Regions from separate parts of the Mus musculus genome. Here regions 2, 3 and 4 are each linked to region 1. The links are chromatin contacts, called in public Hi-C and promoter capture Hi-C maps. All regions are on one chromosome and are shown on one strand. The core of a region is the stretch at or near the end of the contact, and the rest is flanking DNA. Distances in the headings are between cores, read along the strand shown. Region 1 has its middle 18 kb from the start of Cyp2d12. Region 2 holds the start of Ndufa6 (NADH:ubiquinone oxidoreductase subunit A6). Region 3 holds the start of Cyp2d22 (cytochrome P450, family 2, subfamily d, polypeptide 22). Region 4 has its middle 16 kb from the start of Cyp2d10.

What was found. Promoter capture Hi-C pulls out the DNA fragments that hold promoters and counts their contacts. Hi-C and Micro-C count contacts between places; a contact is called where the count stands out from the background.
Region 2: a promoter capture Hi-C map of liver shows a contact between it and region 1, with 3 times the contacts expected there. The contact joins the promoter of Ndufa6 here to the enhancer-like site in region 1. A contact is called at or near these places in 3 of 39 promoter capture datasets (embryonic stem cells and liver) and 7 of 115 datasets of contacts at active chromatin or transcription factors (differentiating embryonic stem cells, embryonic stem cells, hepatocytes and 1 more).
Region 3: a contact with region 1 is called in a Hi-C map of liver, with 2.3 times the contacts expected there. The contact joins the promoter of Cyp2d22 here to the enhancer-like site in region 1. A contact is called at or near these places in 4 of 39 promoter capture datasets (embryonic stem cells, hippocampal neurons, liver and 1 more), 1 of 484 Hi-C or Micro-C datasets (liver), 1 of 115 datasets of contacts at active chromatin or transcription factors (embryonic stem cells) and 1 of 9 other capture datasets (adipose tissue).
Region 4: a contact with region 1 is called in a Hi-C map of liver, with 2.9 times the contacts expected there. The contact joins two enhancer-like sites. A contact is called at or near these places in 2 of 484 Hi-C or Micro-C datasets (both in liver), 1 of 115 datasets of contacts at active chromatin or transcription factors (embryonic stem cells) and 2 of 9 other capture datasets (embryonic stem cells and pancreatic islet).

The regions. Positions count from the first base shown.
Region 1 is chr15:82,571,542-82,574,566 of GRCm38.p6, forward strand. No RefSeq gene overlaps it. Among named protein-coding and RNA genes, the nearest start is that of Cyp2d12, 18 kb to the left of the region's middle. Within about 2 kb of position 1,465, at least 2 of the 459 cell types and tissues checked have an H3K27ac peak or open chromatin away from gene starts, as enhancers often do. A contact at or near this core is called in liver, where this site is marked.
Region 2 is chr15:82,352,749-82,355,773 of GRCm38.p6, forward strand. It overlaps Ndufa6 (NADH:ubiquinone oxidoreductase subunit A6), which reads right to left and starts at 1,543. Exons shown (of 3, transcript NM_025987.3): 1 at 1,333-1,543. The coding sequence starts at 1,480.
Region 3 is chr15:82,378,742-82,381,766 of GRCm38.p6, forward strand. Cyp2d22 (cytochrome P450, family 2, subfamily d, polypeptide 22) reads right to left here and starts at 1,519. Exons shown (of 10, transcript NM_019823.4): 1 at 1,337-1,519.
Region 4 is chr15:82,421,735-82,424,759 of GRCm38.p6, forward strand. It overlaps the pseudogene Gm19267. Among named protein-coding and RNA genes, the nearest start is that of Cyp2d10, 16 kb to the left of the region's middle. Within about 2 kb of position 1,382, at least 3 of the 459 cell types and tissues checked have an H3K27ac peak or open chromatin away from gene starts, as enhancers often do. A contact at or near this core is called in liver, where this site is marked.

The DNA of each region.
Region 1 (3,025 bases), core at 215-2,714:
TAAACTATTAGTATACAAATTAAAGCTTGATTTTTCAACATTTTAAAACACTGACTATAGCACACAATTTAATTATCTGTGCTGAAGCAGGAGGAAACTCAACAGAATAAACATGTGATCCAATCTCATATACTTTTCTCCCATAGAAGGGCTGTTTTTAAATACAGTAGATGTGTTCTTTATGGGAAGCATGAATGCATAAATTTATAGAAAACGCAAAAGCATGCATAGAAGCAATCTTTAACAACTTATCTTTTGGGTAATGATTATCAATTTTATCTAAAAAAAAATTGCTATGCAATAGGCCAAATATCAAAATTCTGAAATAACCAATTTAATTGCTGTTTGGAACAATGAACAGACACTTCATCAGGTTTTTAAGACACTTTTTTTTTAAGACACATTTTTTGCTGTTGTTGTTTTTTTTTTTAAATACCTTCATGATTTTATCTTACAATTATTTATTAGCACCATAGCAGTGTTATAATAGGATGTTGAAACTTTACTTGGAGATGAAGAAAGATAATTTTACATTAATGTTCTGTTTTGCCAAAGAATTGCTGTGGGCACATTAAGTAACAATAACTAAAATAAGCAGCTAATATTTGATTACCATTGATTACAATTGATAACAATTAATTATAAAAGCTTTCTCTACTTTCTGCAAAGCCTTTTGTTTCTCACCAGTTAATTTGCATCTCCCTTGATAACATCCAACAAAGGCTTGAGTCACCTTAAGACCTTAAGGTGAGGTCTTAGCCAATTAACATCTCCTGGAAGCTTTTGAAAATAATTTGAAGTAAACAAATCATCTTTTCTTTCTTAAATTTTCTGTACACAATTTTTCTAGGATAACTAAGACCCTAAATGTTTAAATGATATTGCCTCTGAATCTTTTCTGGAGCAACAGCTACTCCCCAAAACTTTAAAGCTCATTGTGTGAGAGCAAAGATTTGAAGTAAACTTCCCTTCATTTGCTAATAAATTACTGTCCACTTAAGAAGCAATATACATTGAAAGATTCAAAGTCTTAGCTTCTTGTATTGAAGCAAAACTAGAAAAAATTATTATTATTATTATTATTTATATAACATAAGGCTATTAGCCATACCTAGAGGCAAAACTTTCCAATGATCACAAGCTCACTGGAAAGAGCTTTACAATGCAAAGGAAAAAACAACCTTCCAAATCTATAATAATTCTATATGGAGTAGGCAAGCCAGATTGTAATGCCTCTGTAAGTTCTACAGCCTCATTGACCTTTCATAAATCTAAAATTTAAACTTTATTTTGAACAACACCTGGATAGATCTGTAATAATGTTTTAGCTTTAAAAAAAATTATTCCCCAGAAGCAAGAAGAGGCAAGGTCCCAAGAACTTCCCTAGGCAGGGTTTGCAAAACAAAAGAAAAGCCACATAAGCCTCTCTGAGGCTCCTCTGAGCTTTTCATTAACTCAAATGTAAATATTTCTTAATCTGAGCATTGATTAATCTCTGCTTGAGTCCTGGTCCAAAGATTATTCCTCTTGCAGTGAGGACAGATTGCAGAATTTCTAAGTTTCTTTTGCAATCCATAACTTTTGGAAAGCAAAACCCAATTTTAAACAATTTATTTTCTTAAAAATCAATATCAGAAACATCACTTTCATGTTACCAAGTTTGGCTGCCAATTCGTATATATGAATGCATGACAGTGCAAACTTTAATGCTTTATTAAAGAGACATTGTTTTAAATCTTATCTCTTTTTTTTTTTAAATTTTTTTAAGATTTATTTATTATTTTATGTAAGTACACTGTAGCTGTCTTCAGACACACCAGAAGAGGGAGTCAGATCTTGTTACGGATGGTTGTGAGCCACCATGTGGTTGCTGGGATTTGAACTCTGGACCTTCGGAAGAGCAGTCGGGTGCTCTTACCCACTGAGCCATCTCACCAGCCCCTAAATCTTATCTCTTATAAGTCTAGTTTCTAGGATAAGAATCACATAAAATATTATCTCAATTTAGAAGTATCTCTAGAGGCCTAGTTTCCTGGGCTGGTTCATGCCACGTGCTGTTGTTTTAAAATGACTCCAGCCCTGAATTACCAGTTTTATGCTAACTTTCTTGTTACTAATGTTACACCTTTTCAATCATACCACATAACTTATAAGCTAATTCTTTATGACTAAGACAGGCAGAGCATATTTATACTTTTAAGACCAGTCAGAAACCAAATGAAGTGGCTACACAAATCTTATACATTTTGATGAATCAAAGAATTTTACTTTCTAGCTATAATTTCAAGATAAAAAGCACTTTGTCATTTGCTGAACCCAAAAATCAGAATTGCAGAGAATTTTCTAGAAAAAAACAACTATCAGCTTATTTGCCTTAGAACTAAGAAGTACAGACCCCTTTTTAAAAACAGTTTTTCAGCAGGAGCTATCCTGCTGTGTGTTACTCCTGGCTAAGATGTGGGGCAACCTTTTATCAGCCTCCACTGTGTAAACTGAGACTGAATCAAGAGATGGATAGTCAGCGGATAAAGTTTTAACCATTTTTTTTTTCTTTTCAACATGAAACATAGAACAGTCATTCAGAAAATGAAACAACAACAACAACAAAAAGACACGAATTGACACATGAACAGATTGGTGCACCAAACACAGACAATACAGAGAGGGTAGAGAACTTGATGTAACCAGAACTAATGGTATCTCCTATAAGGGCTAGAGAGTAAACAGGATGTCCCCCGATTTTCCTCTGTCTGTGGGAGAGCTCCAAAATCCATTTTACTTCTCTCTTTATCTCTCTCTCTCTCTCATGTCATATGTATATCTAGCATCTCCCTTTTAAAAACATTTTTTTACTCATTTTATTTATTTTATTTTTATTTTATTTTATTTTATTTTATTTTATTTTATTTTATTATTTTAAGCCCAACTCCTCTTGCCTGATGCATTTCTTGACTGTGGACAAATGCCTATTTAGAATTTTTCACTCCCAGCCTTCAAAGGATGACATCTGTAGCACTAATATTAA
Region 2 (3,025 bases), core at 293-2,792, 220 kb before region 1:
TCTCAGAAAAACAAAACAACAAAAAGTCACAAAAACACAGACAAAATCATGCTGTGTCTAAATCAGGTTTGAATCTTTTGTTATACTCCAATTCAGTGATTGCAGAAATGGTGAACACTAGGCTAGGTTCTGAGAGAGCTGTCACCAAGGTCAGTGCGCACACAGGGATTTCAGGAAAGAACTGTACAATGACAAACTGAGACAAGTTTAAGTTGAGACAGAACCCGTCACTCAGAATCTTAGTATTTGTGAAGCATCAGGCCCAGAGACTGAAGGGTGCAGTATTATAACTACTGTCAGGTAAACTCCAGCCTGAGGTGGGCATGGTTTTTTTGTTTTGTTTTTTCTCCAGTCTGTGTTCTAATAACTAAGAGGAATCTTCTCCCATCAGTGCCTCCCCCGAGTTTTATATCAGTTACTTAAGTAACCTATTTAATACAGTAACTCCCGGAAGAAGACAGTATTATGGCCATTTCACAGATGAGCAAATACCGGTGAAAAATCTTACCCAAGGTCACACAGCTAATAAAGGTCGAAACTGAGGACAGTGTGGCTGCCTCTCAAGCAGTGCTGAGGCGTGCTGTGGAGCTGTTGTTACTCATTGGAAAACGCCTTTCCCCTCAGATCAGCTCAAGTTAAATACATGTCTACTCAACAACAAAAGATGTCCCTGACATATGTAGGACATTTGAACTCTCGCTAACCCCCTTTTAAAATCCACTACAGTGGCAGCATTGAGGGAGACAACCAAGATTGCAGATTCACACTCGCCACTCAGGTGAACAGACTAGATTCTCCCACCTACGGGAAAAGGCGTGTTTTGCAGCAGAAGGGGGTTAGACTTCAAAATTCTGGGGCAAGCTGATCTAGTGAGCAAAGCTGGGGAGCTCTGAGGGGCCATTTCGTCTGGAGGCTTCAAAGGGCAGCAGGCAGCTACTGGGTGACCTTCGTCAAGTCGTTTCCCTCTCGTGATGCAGTTTGTTCTCCAGACTAAGTAACAGATAACTGCTAAAGCCCTTCGCCACTTTAGTTACAAAATCGAATGGGCATCTAGAACCTTCTCTGGAACTGTAAAGCTGGGTTCAAGAAGCACCCGGGGCTAGCTCAGGACCGCGGACGCCCCTCCCAGGGGCTCCATAAGAAATAAGGAACAAAGGCCACCAAAGCAACTGGGGCGCTCGGAAGCCCTGTCCCGGTGTGGGGCACTCTGGCTCGGGTGACCCCCTTCCCCCGAAGCCCAGGGCTCGTTTCTGTCCCACTACGTGACCTCAGCTCGGCCGAGAGACCTTGGGCAGGTGCCTCCGGCGCCCCGAATGCACCCCTGCCTCTCACCGGTGTTCGGCACCTCCCGATACCAAGCGCGGTAGAGCTCGCGCACCCTCCGCTTGGCCTCGTTCAGGTCGCGACTGAAAATGGGCTTCACCGAGGTACTGGCTGCCGCAGCAGCAGCTTGGCGCAGGCCGGTGGCCGCGGCCGCCATCTTGCCGAGGAAGCCCCGCCCCTTCAGCGTGCGCACGCGCGGTGCCACGGGACTCGCTGCCGTGCCTCCTGCAGTGCAGAGGGAAGGACTGACTGGACTAGGGCTCTCTGATTGGCTGGAAGCCTCGGGCTCTGCAATGCGCATGCTCTACCGCGGAAACACCGATCCGGGGTTGGCTCGTTCAACGGCGGCGCTGAGGAACCACCAGGAGGCGCAGCGTCGAGGCTTCAGGCAGCGGTGAGGCGCTCTGTCTGCTCTTACCAAAAGTTTGTTCCTTCAGCCAGGCGCCGTGGTTGGCAGGCTCGGAGGAGAAGACCTCGGGCATAGATAACGGTGCCAGGCGGCAATGGCAGTCTTTCCGCAGCAACAGTGCGTACTGCTGAGCATATTGTGTATGTGCTTCCGGAAAACCGTTTTCTTGTAGACATGGTGTCGATCGCAAAAGCGCCTCTGGCTTGAGCTTTTTGGCGTTTCTCAGCCCCGTTTGTTTACTTACTTCATGCCATTGTTTTGAGTTGTCGTCTCACTGCGCCTGGCCTGGAACTCACTTACGTAGACCAGCCAGGCTGGCCTCAGAGCTTGCAGTGATTTCTCTGCCTCTGCAGGTTTGTGCCCACAGCACTTGCGGTTGCCTTTTTGTAAATAAATGTGTGTGGGTGTTTTGGATGTTTGTATAGGTGTGCGCCACGTGTGCTTTTTGGAGTCCATGGAGGCCAAAAGAAGGCTATGGATTCCTCTGGGACCGACGGTTATGATTTGCTTTGTGGAGCTGGGAATTGAGCCCAGGTCCTTTGGCAGAGCAGTTAGAGTGCTTAAGCACTCACTGAGGCATCTCTCCAGCCCCGCAGTTACATTTGACCTTGCACTCCACATTTCCCCTGCTTCAGTCTCCTTAGTGCTACTTCACCTAGCCTAATCATTTCCATTTTAGACTAGGGATTTTACATCCCAAACCATGGAAGCTATATCTACCTCTGTATCTAATCTATATCTATACTCTATGGTATATATCTATATATATTCGCTGCTATATAAATAAAAGCTGAAGAATTGCTGCCTAACGACATTCTAATATAGTAAGTGCACCATGCTTTTATGGATATTTTTGTGGTGATTTGAACAAACAGTACTTCCAGTCAAAGTACAATGCACACAGATATGCTCAGCACACAGCATTTAAACTCTCATGGAGGAGAGCATGGCAGCAGGCAGGCATGAGTGGCCTTGAAGCAGCAGCTGAGGTCTTACAATAGAGAAAGACTGGGCCGGCCTCTAGTCACTTCTAGTGACACATCTTCAACAAGGGCCACATACTCCAACAAGGCCACACCTCCTAGTCCTTCCCAAAACAGTTCCACTAACTAGGGACCTAGCATTCAAACACATGAACTTATGGGGCCCAAACCACCACATTATTGATTTTTGTTTTTTTCTTTTATTCTCTCCCCTCCTTTTTGAAACCTGGCTAACCTGGGACTTTCTTTATAGACCCATGTTGGATGATTCACAACTACCATAACTAGCTCTAAGGGGCCCAGTAACCTT
Region 3 (3,025 bases), core at 269-2,768, 190 kb before region 1:
CATTAAGAATTACTCCAAAACCTTTAGTTCAGCTGCTCTGCTGTTCTCCTTGGGAGCCCCAAGGCAACTCTTTCTAGCTCCTTCAGACAGTCCCTGCAGGAAAAACCTCCGACCCTTCACACCCTCAGAGCTGGGGGGTGGGTGGGCAGTAACACTTTCAAAACTTCAGGGCTAAATACACACGGTAGTTTACTTGTAAGCAGCAGGATTGCATCAAGTTCAAGGCCAGCCTGAGCTACGGTATGGAATCTGGTTTAAACCCACGAAACCAACAGCTGGGAAGGAAAGCAAATCTCTAGAATAGTCTGTTAGTTAACATAGGCAAGAACTGTAGGACACTTGGTGCGAGGAATGCTTGGCTGTTTACAGAGAGAATACTCCAGTGTCTGCTGCTGCCCTGACACCCACAAGAACTGGGTGGGCTGCTGGGTAGGGACAGCCATGATAGAGTACAAGGTATTAACTGTACATTCTAGTTGGTGATAGAAAAAAAAAGGGAATTTCTACACTGAACATACAAGGAATTTCACTCCCTTTTTTTCTATCCTTCCTTCCTTCCTTCCTTCCTTCCTTCCTTCCTTCCTTCCTTCCTGTTTTGAGACAGAGTCTCACTATGTAGCTTTGGCTGTTTTGGAACTCACTATGTAGACATGTAGACCAGACTGTCATAGAAACTCACAGAGATCCTCCTGCTCCTGCTTCCCATGTGCTGGGATTTTGTGCCCAGCTCAGTGTAGATTTTTTTTCCTAATTAAATGGGGGTGGATCCTCTAAGCCAATCACTGACAACAACATCCCAGTTCCAGGGGGTGCAGCAGAGTTTGTGAGGTCCAGGGTCCACTCACCGTCCCCACCCTCTTTTCCCCACCTTCGCTGAGCCCCAAAGGGCAAAAAGAGAGGTCTTCGGAGAGAGGTCTGGTTTGCTTAGGTACCGCCTGTCCCTGATAAGGCTAGAATGCACGCCAAAGGGCAGGTTATGCAAAGGTCCAGGGTCAGGCTCCACTCTGCTTACTATAGGACAGAGATTCTCAGCCCTGCGGCCTGGCTACAGGCGGGTTCCCAGGCTCTGTGTCTTAGGGGATGAGCCCTTCAAAACCTGCCCTCTATCAGACTCTAGGAGGTTCTAGCATCTTAGCCTCAGCTTGGGACAATGGAAAACAGTTTACTCGGAGGCCCTTGGAGGTTCCCCTCTGCCCACTCCAGCCCCGCCCAGGGGGAGGGACTGCTACGCTCCAGTGCCAAGGTAGCCCCAGCGCAGGGGTTGGGGTGGGGGCCCGCCTCGCACCCCTTGTACAGCGAATGGGCAGACCCGCAACCCTGCAACCCTTGCCTTTACCGGTGCGTTCTGAAACTCAGCCGAGGAGAGGCAAGAGGTGTCTGGAGCCTCGCAGGAACAGGAGGAGTAGGAGCTCGAGGAAAAAGGGCAACTCAGGAGGATTCACTCTGAGGTGGAGGGGGAGTTGTGAGGAGCAGCAACTCTGAAGAGGAGGGCACGTTCTGACGGGGAGGAGGAAGAGGAGGAGGCGGGAGAGGAATGGGGTTGGGGGGGGGGGGAGAAGAGGAGGCGGGGGAGGAGGGGAAGGAGGCGGAGCAACTCTGAGGAGGATGATACATTCTGGGGAGGAGGCTTCCACTCTGAGCATGAGGGGGACACTCTGAGGAGGCGGATCCACTCCCGGGAGGTGAGACCGATTTGAGGAGGAGGAGGAGGAGGAGGAGGAGGAGGAGGAGGAGGAGGAGGAGGAGGAGGAGGAGGAGGAGGAGGAGGGGGGGCCTTCCTGGGAGGAGGCACTGCAACGAGGAGGCGGGGCTCTGAGTAGGAGGCTTCAGCCCTGACAGGTCCAAGGTCAAAACCTTGCTATCTCCCCCAGCACCCAGAGAGCCCCCTGGGACTTAGCTTGTGCTCCCAGAGGGATTAGGGACCACAGTGAGCGACAGATGGTTCTTGTGGACACTGAAGACAGAGGGAACTGCAGTGAGAATGTAAAAAGCAGTCATTCATTCACCCTTTACACACACGGGGATCATGCTGAGATTAAGAGTTAATTTTTCATCAGTGACCACAGAGACCGGAAGACCACACACAGGATAACACACGCACATCCTGAAGAACATCATCCACATGTTCTTTGTTAAGAATAAAGAAATGTCCTTCGGGAATTAAGTAGTAAGCAGGTCATTTCCAGATAAATGTAGAAGGTCATTGGTGTCAGTGGACTTAGCATACAGGGCGCAGTAGAGGGAGTTCTCCATGCTGAAACGAAGTGATGCTAGCCAGTTAACTCACAGCCATAGAAGAAATGAGCACAGGGCGCAGTAACAACGCGGTAAAAGTGCTAGCGTGCTTCGGGTTGTAAGGCCTTTCTTTTTGTCTGTATGCCTGAAAACCGATGCATAGAACACCAGTTACAAGTCTGTCTTCATGAGTACAAAACATATAAACATGCTATCTGTGGCAAAGATAGTATAGCGGGGAAGGGTGAGAGACTAGACGAGATGTCCTGTGTCTGTATACTACAGAAGGTAACTTGTTATTCAAATAAGGTTTTTGTAAGTTTAAGGTGTTGTTTTATGCCTGGCAGCTCACTGGTCAGCTATCCTGGGATATGTAATGTGGCAGTAACAGCAAGGGAGACCCTGCCTTAACAAGGAGGGAGATGAGAACGGAATCCCAGATGTTGTCCTTTGACCTCTCTAGATGGCATCTCCCCCAACTCCATGTACACACCCTAACAATAAGTTTTAAAAGATGCTGATTTAATCCCCAAAGTAAATAATGGGAATCAAATAAAATAAAAAAAAATAAAACAAATAAAAAAAAATAATAAAACAGAGATGAAAGGAGGGTCAAAGAGGAACACTAAGATACCACTTACACAAGAAGGGCAAGGGGAGGGGAGGGGAAGAGGAAAGGAATGCAGAAATAAAAAGGAAACAGAAGAGGCGATGTATAGCTGTGACATGAACACTTGGATCAACAGTGACTTGGGGGGGGGGAAGGATTGGTTTCAGCTTACACTTCTAG
Region 4 (3,025 bases), core at 132-2,631, 150 kb before region 1:
TGGCCATCGTCCTTACTAGAGTCTGGCTTAAACTATTGCTGGGAGTTGCAAGTGTCCCAAGGAATCTTAAGGAGTGTGCCTCTACCCTCTTCCTCCTTTCATTCTAGCCCCAGTCAGGCTTACGCTGCACGTCCGGATTCAGGATTGTGAGTAGAAGGCCCCAGGTCAGAGTGACTGAACTCGCCACAATCCCAGTCCCAAACTGGTCAAGGACAACCAGAGATAGATTTGCATCATTGAAGCTACTCTCAAGGTTCCCCTTGGCCTAGGACACAGCAGGACAGCAGACTCTGTAGAGACTGGAATGCCCCATAATACCCTCCCAGTGACTTCAGGTGGTTACACTTCAGTGTCACTGGGTTAGTCACAGCACAATGGACACCACATCCCATAGTCTCTCACCTTCTCCCTCTCAGCCGAAAAGGCATCAGTCAGGGTACGAGGTAGCTGGTCAGGGTCCCAGGTCCCCTTGTGCTCAGTCACCAGCTTACCCACAATGGTGAGAAATGTCAATCACCCAGGGAAGACTTTGTCAGCCAACCCTGGGATGCTCAGGAGAATTTGGAATGTGTTCAGAACCTTTAACAGCCATAAAATATGCTTGGCTTTCCTGCTTCCTTTAATGAGCTGAGTAAATAAGATTTCTAGTAATAATATTCATTATTACTCCAATGTGTGTTGTGTATGCATGATGTGAGGAGAGCTATGGCCACAATAATGATGTTGAGGTTTGGGTTAAGCACACACAGTTAGTTCTCACCTTACTACATGGGTTGAGAAATGAAACTCAAGCACCATGCTTGCCAGGCAAGCTCCTTTACCCTCTGACCATTTCTCTGGCTCCTGTTGTGCATCCCCAGGTATGTTTGTGCAGGTGTGTGTGTGTGTGTGTGTGTGTGTGTGTGTGTGTGTGTGTGTGTGTCTGAGTGTCTTGCTCAGTGTTGTTCTCATATATCCTGGGAAAATGTTCTTAACAAGCTAAATCCCCAGCCTGATGATGCCTATTACCGTGGCATCTTATGTGTTAAGTTCATCAAAGGAATCACAGTAGATTTGACATCCCAGCTGTGACCTGGCAAGAGCCAGAAAACTGTCCTGGGCCCCCTTAGCATTTCATCACACATGAAAAAATTCTGGTTCCTTGACATGGGCAGTGCTGCCAGATAGGGACAGCAAAAAGAGATCCAAGCATCCATCCACAGCCCCTCTCTCCACTCAGTGCTGTGACTGACATGGTGCACTAGACTTTGCACCATGACTTGTCCTTGACAGCATCATACGGGACTTGATACTTGGCTGCTGCTTGCTCAAACTAGCCTGAACCCTGTTGTCACAACCAGATTTACCTCCTAAACTTTGATCCTCAAATCCTTTGCTCTAGAACGTTCCAGTGGATGTCAACAAAATTTGCTAAGCCTGTCTCCTGTTGGGGCTCAGATCCCTGTCTGACCTGTGGACTGACCTCCATTATGTGCTGCTACAGATATGATAACCTCAGTTACTAACCACCACTAAGTCATTCGCCTTGCACAGGCTGTGTGGCATGCTATGTAGGTCCACCTGCAGCAGGTTACGCTGCAAAGTCCATAGCACAGTGCCAGGTAGGTAGCAAGAAGTGCAGCACTTTTGCTGGTGCATCAGGTCCTGCAGTAATATGAAGATGACAGTCAATATGGCCACAGGCCACAAGCTAGTCCCAGTCAGCAGCTCCATAGCTGCCTCACTGCTGCCCAGGCTTCTTACAGACTAATGACAAACACTTAATATAACACCTAGGATCAGGAAGCCCCAAGCCTGGACACTGTCACCATATCAAAGAGTGCCAAGGTTGCCATTTGACCTCTGCTCCCAGCCACAATCCTGTTTTTGTTTGGCCAAGTGTTGGGAGGGGCCAGTGATGTTTAGTCTCTCCCAGGAGCTGATCATGCTTGCCTGAGCATGGTAGGTACACGACCAGTAGACCTCTCCTTCAAGATCGATGATCTGATTATTGTGTGCAAACAAACACCCTGTATGCTAAACTTGCAAAACTTTGGCGGGCTTGAGAACATTGCCTCACAGAGGAATGAGACCTAGTCCTTCATGGAGCACTTTGTTGGTAGGACATGAGGGATGACTGGCACCCAATTAATGGCTTCTGTGGGTGTGGGAGCAGTGGGAGGCTGTTTTCTGCAGTTGAGGGAAAGAGGCAGGAGCCACTATGGAGAGGGAATGGCAATAGGGGAAGAGAATTAGAGTAATGGTGGGTAAGTGAAGGCCAGTGAGTGAGGCAGCTGGAGCATGTGCCATCTTCATTACAGGTCTGTGCTCATCCAGTTGATCAGGTGGCAAGAAATACAACATGAGATTTCTCATACCCAGTCTATAGAAGCTGAAAATGGTCTGAGAATCTAGGGGTGCCACTAAGTTGGTTCAGGGACTTGTCACAATTTGGCCTCTGTCTCTTATTCACCCTTCATTTATTGGTCATTCATTCTCTCTTGTTAATAGTCTTCCACATGGGCATAGGTAAGGCAGATTTCTCTTCGGGCCAGAGGACTGTGGTCCATAGTGGTCCCCCTTTTCCATGGCACCAAGTTCTAAGACCACTCTAAGATGAAAGATAGTACTAAACTACAAAACATGGTGTAGGTTTTTCTGTGTTGGTGAAGGGAGTATACATGTGTCTTAGGATTTTACTGCTGTGAACAGACACCATGACCAAGGCAACTCATATAAGGAACAACATTTACTTGGGGCTGCCTTACTGGTTCAGAGGGTGTCTTAGGGTTTCTATTCCTGCACAAACATCATGACCAAGAAGCAGTTGGGGAGGAAAGGATTTATTCAGCTTACACTTCCACATTGCTGTTCATCACCAAGGAAGTCAGGACTGGAACTCAAGCAGGTCAGGAAGCAGGAGCTGATGCAGAGGCCATGGAGGGATGTTACTTACTGGCTTGCTTTCCCTGGCTTGCTCAGGTTGCTTTCTTATAGAACCCAAGACTACCAGCCCAGAGCTGGTACCACCTACAAGGGGCCCTTC